Linked DNA regions of Hordeum vulgare: region 1 is linked to region 2. The links are chromatin contacts, called in public Hi-C maps. All regions are on one chromosome and are shown on one strand. The core of a region is the stretch at or near the end of the contact, and the rest is flanking DNA. Distances in the headings are between cores, read along the strand shown.

Region 1 (3,939 bases), core at 212-2,711, 330 kb after region 2:
GACACCATTGTCAATGCCGAGCACAAGCCTTTCTTCTCTCTGTAGGACTCCCAACCAAATCAGGCTCTCCTTTGCAGTCATTTTATCCTGCAAGATTTTGGATTTGCGAACATGGTTTCTGATCTTATCAAAGTTGGGGGACATGTGCTTAATAACACATGTAAGCACACCGACCTTCCAAACCTTCTTAAGATCATGAGGTTTTTTGTAAGGAGCAAACTGTCCCCTTGGAAGGCCCAAGGCAGCCCACCACTCTTCATTCCCTGCAGGCCACCATGGGGGCGGAGTGCCCTTCTCCAGGGGGTACTTGCGCTGCGGTGGATTACAGTGCTGCATCAATGACGAAAGCAGTGAGCCCAAAGTGGCGTCCTGGAGATCCATCAAGCTGTGCTCGTTCTTGACGGCGCTACTCTGAGCATTAGCATCCACCAGGTGCTCGGCCTCGTACTTGGCAATCGCCGCCGGACCATTCTTATCAAACTTGACCTTCTCCTTCCACCAGGCTCTAATGTTATCCGAGGCGCCGCTCACAGGCTTCCCTTTCTCCGGGATGATCCCGTACACAAAGCCACGGGCATTGCACACCTCCATGAGCTTGAGCATGTACTTGAGGATCCCGTCCTGCGCCCTGGCCATCTTCTTGCGCATGGCCTGGTCAGATATCTGCTTGGGCTTGGACTTCTCCAGCTCGGCCTGCTGCAGGGCGAGCCTCTGCTCCCTCTCCTTGATCCTCCTGAGCCTGACCCTGTCCTTCCACATCCGCCGGGCCAGCTCCTCCGGCTCAATCTCCTCGTCGCTGACATCGTTCTCGTTGATGCCGTCGACCTCGAAGTCGGACGAATCCCCGAACTCCGTCGCGAGCAAAGCAAGCTGATCCATGAGAGCTGCTGATGATATGGCGTCGGCAGTCCCGATCACACCCAATCCACCCAACCCCTCCTGGTCCCACCGAGGGATGGAATCATCATGGAAACAGCCTTCCCGCCGCCATTTTTTTGGTAGACAAGCCGCGCCGCGCCTGAGGCTTCAGCTAAGGATCAGCACCGCGAGCCGAAGAAGATAAAATCTAACCGGGCCATGGGAAAGACGGATTAGCAAGCAAATCGGCAGGAGCGGAACGAACGAACAACCCACTGGACCAATCTAGGGTTTCCTTACCGGAGAGAGGAGGAAGAGGAGGAGGGAGGAACCAACCCACGCCCCGCCGCAGCACCGGCAGTCCTCGCTTGGCCGCGGGCCGCCGCCGTCGGCAACGGCGAATTGCGGCGAGGATTGGCTGGCTGGTTGGATGGAGCGGCGGATTAGATGGGGGAGGGGGCGGACTCGGAGAAGAATGGGCGAGAGGAGGGAGATGATTGGAGACGGGGGAAGGGGAAATTCGCAGGTTCTGCCCGAGATTCCGTTTCCTCGTGTGGAAATTATTTATTGGCGAATGGAAATGGGGGGAAATGGAAAGGAAGGAAACTCGAGGGAAGGGGAGGGAGGGACAGGGCAAACGAACACGGGACCTCCTCGGCGCGTGTATTTCCTCGGATCCTCTGCTTCCGCTCGCTGTGCGGACTTCCTTGTGGCCACTCCAATGTGCCGCCCACACCCCCCAAAGGCATTGTTCAACGCTCCAAAACTATTTTCGGTATTTAGCACTGTACACCAAGATGTTAAGGCTTGTTTTCTTCACTTAACATGTAAGACTTGGTTGTACGTATGAAGTACACTCTCTGTTCACTAGTGTATAAGATATTCTGACTTTTTTCTGAGCCGGATGTACGTACACACGTTTTAGTGTGTTTGTTCATTTACTTTAGGTCCTATGTAGTCCATGTAAAAATATTCAAAAAAATCTTATAGTAATGAGCGGATGGAATGTTATTGTTTTGTTGATGGGGTTTGAGCTAAAATTCTGATGGGATCCACGGTAAGCTTAAGTTCCTTAAACATCAATATTTCCCTTTGTTATGAAAATCACATACAAAGCTACGCTCCTGGTTTATGGTCAATCAAGAAATCAGATAATTTTGCAACTAAATTACACACCAAACTCATAAACCTGCGACCTATCCAAGCACTTCCACCTTTGTGAGAGAAATTGAGCTTTAAAAAGAGAAAACACAAACCTTTGCGAGTGAAAATAGCCAGTAGCGTTCAAAGATCTCATGGTGCTAGTATAGTGTACGGACGAACAGAAGTGAGCCCGGTGAATAGATATTGTGTGTGAAGTACTTATGGTTGAATTAATGCATGACCATGGATAATCTTTTTAGCATGTAATTTTGTGAAACCATATCCATGATATCAAATAAGTCACGCATGAGCATATTTTGTTTTATCATAAATTTAGTGAGGCTTCAAAAATTATTGTGAGGTCGGTCAGTTCTATGAGCCAAATTCATCATCCAAGCTTAACTTCATGAAAGGTCTATTTTTTCTTAGCAATATTTGGTAAAAGAGTTTGAAGGGAACCATCTATCCTCCACAATCAAGACACAAAAATGAATATCATTTTTGACCAGCTAGGTAAGAGCATCTTTAGTTGGACTAGACAAACATAACCCCACCCCACCCCACCCTACATGAACGCAAGCGTGCTCGCGTAAACAAGAGTCGGCCATCCCCTATAGGTCCACCCCTACAACCGCATCCACATTTTCATAACCTCAAACACATACATGTCGATCATTGGACGGTATGAATACACATAACAACATGTAACACGCAAAAAAATATTCAAAGAGAAAAATACATACTTCAAACTTAAAAGTAATTCAGAATGCATAATTCGAACATAAAATTCAATGATTTTCGATGTTTTTTTTCTTTTTTTTAGAGAAGGAGGTTAAACCTTCGGCCTCTGCACCAATCGATGCATGCAGCCATCTTATTAATTATTCGACAAAGGTCTAACAAGAATATACATCAATCCATCCAAAGCCACCACTCACACCTACAAACTCGATAAGGTGGAGTGCTCTCACTCCGCATATCTAAGACCGGTGTAGTTTCCAATTCATCCACATAACGTATCGGGAACAACAGCCGGTGCAGCACACCTAAAACGCACACCTGACGCACACGTTTTACCAGCCGCCATCATCCTCGAACCACTGACCCATCTTCAAGAAAGAGATACGCGTCATCCTTGCCAGTCCAATCATCCGTCGACGCCACCACGGCGCCCAACGGCGCCCCGCCCTGCGCTCATCCGTCTTGAGTAGTTGCACGTGTGCGTATATATCTCAAAGTTGTCAATGAATTTCTAGAAAGTGCATGACATGTTATGCGTCAGACATGTACTTCCGACTTATTAAAATCATGTGTGAGGGTTGCTCCTTCATCCTCATACTTCACAATCATGTTGTGTAAGATTGCACAAGAGTTGTCACCGACACGATATATCCGTCTTCCACACCATTGCAACTCCATGAACAATATCCCAACGAGATTGGGGTTCTTCAAGTGCCCTATCCAAATCCTCTCTAGCACCTTGTTGCATTCGTGCAAAGAGATGTTATTGGTCACGTTAGGGATCAGGTAGTCTTCACAAACACCATCCACCAAGGATAGATACCATTGGTAAGTTAGTACCCCATATTGTAGTCATGCCCAATGCAATGTAATGTCAAAACATCTCCATCATACAGTCTTTTGAATAGTGGAAGCATGTTGATGTTGTTGTGAGAACCTAGTATGCCAAATCCACAAGTCTGTTGATGCCAGCACTTCAAGTACTATGGTGCTCTCTTTGCCATGATCTTGGTATTGCTCGTGCAAACCTTTTCTAGCAGTTTTTCCTTTGTGAATATATGCAATCGATTGAACGGAGGATACCTGAAAAACGTCTTGCTGCTCCAATTGCCAATATACTTTTTTGTGTCCTCGACTTTTGATTCTTTCGGTTACTCCGATCGAAACACATTCACCAAGATGTAGACAAAATTCTCC
Region 2 (3,867 bases), core at 198-2,697:
TCAAATAGAGTGACAAGGTGACAAACCATCCATGGTACAAGAGCGGCGTTTGAGGAGATGGCAGTTAGCTTGTGTCGAGGAGAATTTTTATTTTTAAAAACCGATGACCACTTACTAAATGTGGAATATAACCAATGGTTACTCTGAAATGGATTTGCTTCCCTTTCTTCGTCCAAAACCATGGCAGCGAAAAATGAGGGGAGGAAGGCTAAGATAACCAGATTCAGAGCATTGCTGATTTTTTTTCTTGGAAAGCTTCCATCGAATCCCTCCCGAACAATTGCTATCCACCATGAAGAACGACTGAACGAGGAGACAACCATCACTGGATGCCGCTCACAAGCATCGAAAAGTAGCTTCAATTCTTTGCGATACCAAACACCCAGAGGCAAGCTTTACTATACACCTAGCCCTATATCTAATCCTAGCTCTACTATGAACACGAGACTCTCACGCTCCACTCACTTCTACACACTGAGGAGCGTCGCTTTCAAGGAAGAAGAGGGAACCGGCTTGGCCGACTCTCAACGAATATATATATATACCTAAATTATGTGGTAAACTTATCGAAGCTTTCTTTCTCTACGTGAAGCACTTCCATTCGAACTGATCCGTAAAAATGATTAGTGGGCATGTTGTTCTCAAATTGCATACACTTACTGCTGCTTCACAAACATCACTAAAAGCACTAAAGTAGGAACAAAAAATAATTACAAACCATCAATCCAGCGAAAGTCTATTCTTTTTCTACAATTTCTTAACGCAACGATAATTTCATCCCTCATGGCATGCTTCTCATTATGAAAAGTGCGACGGCAATGGAGTGAGTGGATGGAAAGCCAAGGTTCATCATATGAAGGGGGACCAAGAAGGAGAGCAAAAGAAAGGATCATATTTTTGAAAAAAGAGAAGAATTTCATATCAATTGAAGAAATACAAAAGATCGAACCAAAGCCCTAAAGCAAGACGGGGCAAATTATTCATCAAGAATCAAGCAATTCCCCTAAACAAGAAGAAGCAAATTAAAGTCATCTCTCTCTCTCTCTCTCTCTCTCTCTCTCTAAACAAGGGACTAAAACCGAATCCACTCTGAATCGATCGAGCGGAATCGAAATTTTCCTTAAAAAACGGGTTAGTCTCACGACAACAATACTTTGTCGCCGTCATCAACTCACAAAGGAAACACCTAAACAACTCTCTTCCTCGGCGGCTTCCCACCAACCAAACGCCGATAGACCATGTCCTCACCCGCTCGCCGCCAATCCAGATAAAACTCCCTCACGCACAAACACCTCCCGCCCGACGCCGGCGCACGCGCTGGGTCCACGCGCCCACGCGGCCCGCCCGCCCGCCGACCGGGGTCCAGCTGGGTCGCCCTCCGCATGGCCTCGGTCGGTCGCCCTCCCCACGCCGATGAGAAAAGCCGCCCCGGGGCCCACCCTGTTCTCCGCTCTCCCTCACTCTTCCACACTCTTCCCACTCTCACCCGCCCCCCACCCTCGCTTATCCCTCTCAGCTCTCGCCTAGGGTTCTTGCCGAGGAGAAAACCCGAGAGATCGATCCATGAGGGCGGGGACCGCCGGCGGGGAGCTGCTCCGGCGTGCAGATCCGGTGGTCGGCCACCTCAGGATCTGCTGAAATCCTTCAGCATTGCTCCCTTGCTCCTGTTCTCCGACTCCCGGCCAACCTCTGCGGATTGCGAGTATCTCCCCCTCCGATTCCGTCCTTTTCGGGATCCTCCTCGTGAATCAGGTCGCATGCTGGAATCTGGTACGTGAGGGAATGCGCAGTCACATGTTCTTCCCTGGTGCTTTTCCCTTTATTTTTTTTTCCTTGCTTGCCACGAGGGAAGATCTGTAGGAGTAAACGATGCTAGTTCACGGTAAAGAGAATTTGTGGTGGGTGCAGGATCTGGGCGCGGAGCTGCTAGGGTTTTACAAGTTTCGACTACATGGTTTCGGTTCTTATATTAGATTCATATTTTTCTTTTTTCTTTTTTATCCGCACAGACATTCCTACTGCCATCCGTTTTGAGGTATGTGAGGTTATTTTTTTGTCCGGCGATTAGTTAAATCCCACGCACCGGGCGCACCATCTAGATCTTCTAGTATTTTCCTAGTTCAGATGCACTGTTTTAGTTCTTCCTGGACTGGTAGTTAAAGCTGTGGGTTCTCTTCATGTTCCAAAATTAACACCGGCTAGCTGTTCTTCATGACCCAAGAACTTACATGCTGTTCCAGCGTTTTCTGAAGTCTGAGTTACCGCAGTGGGTACTGCTTGATAAGTACTGTACAGTGTAATGGATTTATGTTGTAGTGGCCTCAGTTCAGTCGTTATGCTTGTTGCAGATGTTTTTTCATTTATGTTCTAGTGTCCTCAGTTCAGTCCCTATACTTGTCGCGCATGTTTTTTCAAGATTGGTGATGTAGATGTTTTTCCCCACATGGCAGGTGGAGAATTTTCTCACGAAATGTTCGGTTGAAAGCGACCTTGCCTGAATTGTTGATTGCAAAGGTGCCAACCTCCTCTTCTTTCTGTACACCAACCTTCATTTTGTTGCCTACAACAACCATTTAAAGGCCATGCTTATTTTCTATCTTGCAGCCATTCTGGGGAATCAGTCATTGTTGGCTGTATCTTTCTTCCTTTCCGACCCTGAGTAGGAATTGTTTGGTTCAAGACTGTCATTCAAGATGATGCAGAGGCCATTCCGCCCGGAGGAGTACTCCTTGAAGGAGACTACTCCTCACCTTGGTGGGGCAGCTGCAGGTGACAAGCTCACCACCACCTATGACCTGGTTGAGCAGATGCAGTACCTTTATGTTCGAGTGGTAAAAGCGAAGGAACTTCCAAGTAAGGACCTCACTGGAAGTTGTGACCCGTATGTTGAGGTGAAGCTCGGGAATTATAAGGGCACAACTCGGCATTTTGAAAAGAAGACCAATCCTGAGTGGAACCAGGTGTTTGCCTTCTCAAAGGAGCGCATTCAGGCATCAGTAGTGGAGATTATCGTCAAAGATAAAGACTTTGTTAAAGATGACTACATTGGACGGGTTATGTTTGACCTGAATGAGGTCCCAAAGAGAGTGCCACCTGACAGCCCGTTGGCTCCACAATGGTATCGCTTGGAAGAACGGAATGGGCACAAGGTCAAAGGAGAGTTGATGTTAGCTGTTTGGATGGGTACTCAAGCAGATGAAGCATTTCCTGAAGCTTGGCACTCTGATGCGGCATCAATCCCTGGCGATGGCCTTGCAAGTATTAGATCAAAAGTTTATCTTACTCCCAAGCTTTGGTATCTGCGTGTCAATGTCATTGAAGCACAAGATCTTATACCAAATGACAAGACCAGATTCCCTGAGGTTTACGTCAAAGCAATGTTAGGAAACCAGGCTCTTAGAACCCGAGTATCACCAGGCAGGACTCTGAATCCAATGTGGAATGAGGACTTGATGTTTGTTGCAGCTGAGCCGTTCGAGGAGCACCTGATTTTGAGTGTAGAAGACAGGATTGCTCCAGGCAAGGATGATGTAATTGGGAGAACTGTCATTTCACTGCAGCATGTAGCTCGGAGGCTGGACCACAAGTTGCTGAACAGCCAGTGGTATAATCTTGAGAAGCATGTGATGGTGGATGGCGAACAGAGGAAGGAGACCAAGTTCTCAAGCAGGATTCACTTGAGAATTTGTCTTGAAGGTGGATATCATGTCTTGGATGAATCGACGCATTACAGTAGTGATCTAAGGCCAACTGCCAAACAGCTGTGGAAGCATAACATTGGGGTCCTTGAGCTGGGTATCTTGACTGCGCAGGGCCTGTTGCCTATGAAGACGAAGGATGGTCGAGGCACGACTGACCCTTATTGTG

What was found. A called contact is a pair of places that touch in the nucleus more often than the background predicts.
Region 1: a contact with region 2 is called in a Hi-C map of seedling, with 3 times the contacts expected there. The contact joins the promoter of LOC123399396 here to the promoter of LOC123399388 in region 2. A contact is called at or near these places in 3 of 6 Hi-C or Micro-C datasets (leaf and seedling).

What each region holds. Positions count from the first base shown.
Region 1 is chr5H:478,141,294-478,145,232 of MorexV3_pseudomolecules_assembly, forward strand. LOC123399396 (ETHYLENE INSENSITIVE 3-like 3 protein) reads right to left here and starts at 1,462. Exons shown (of 3, transcript XM_045093812.1): 1 at 1,159-1,462; 2 at 1-1,066. The coding sequence starts at 879.
Region 2 is chr5H:477,813,772-477,817,638 of MorexV3_pseudomolecules_assembly, forward strand. LOC123399388 (FT-interacting protein 7) reads left to right here and starts at 1,448. Exons shown (of 3, transcript XM_045093803.1): 1 at 1,448-1,770; 2 at 2,451-2,514; 3 at 2,605-3,867. The coding sequence starts at 2,694.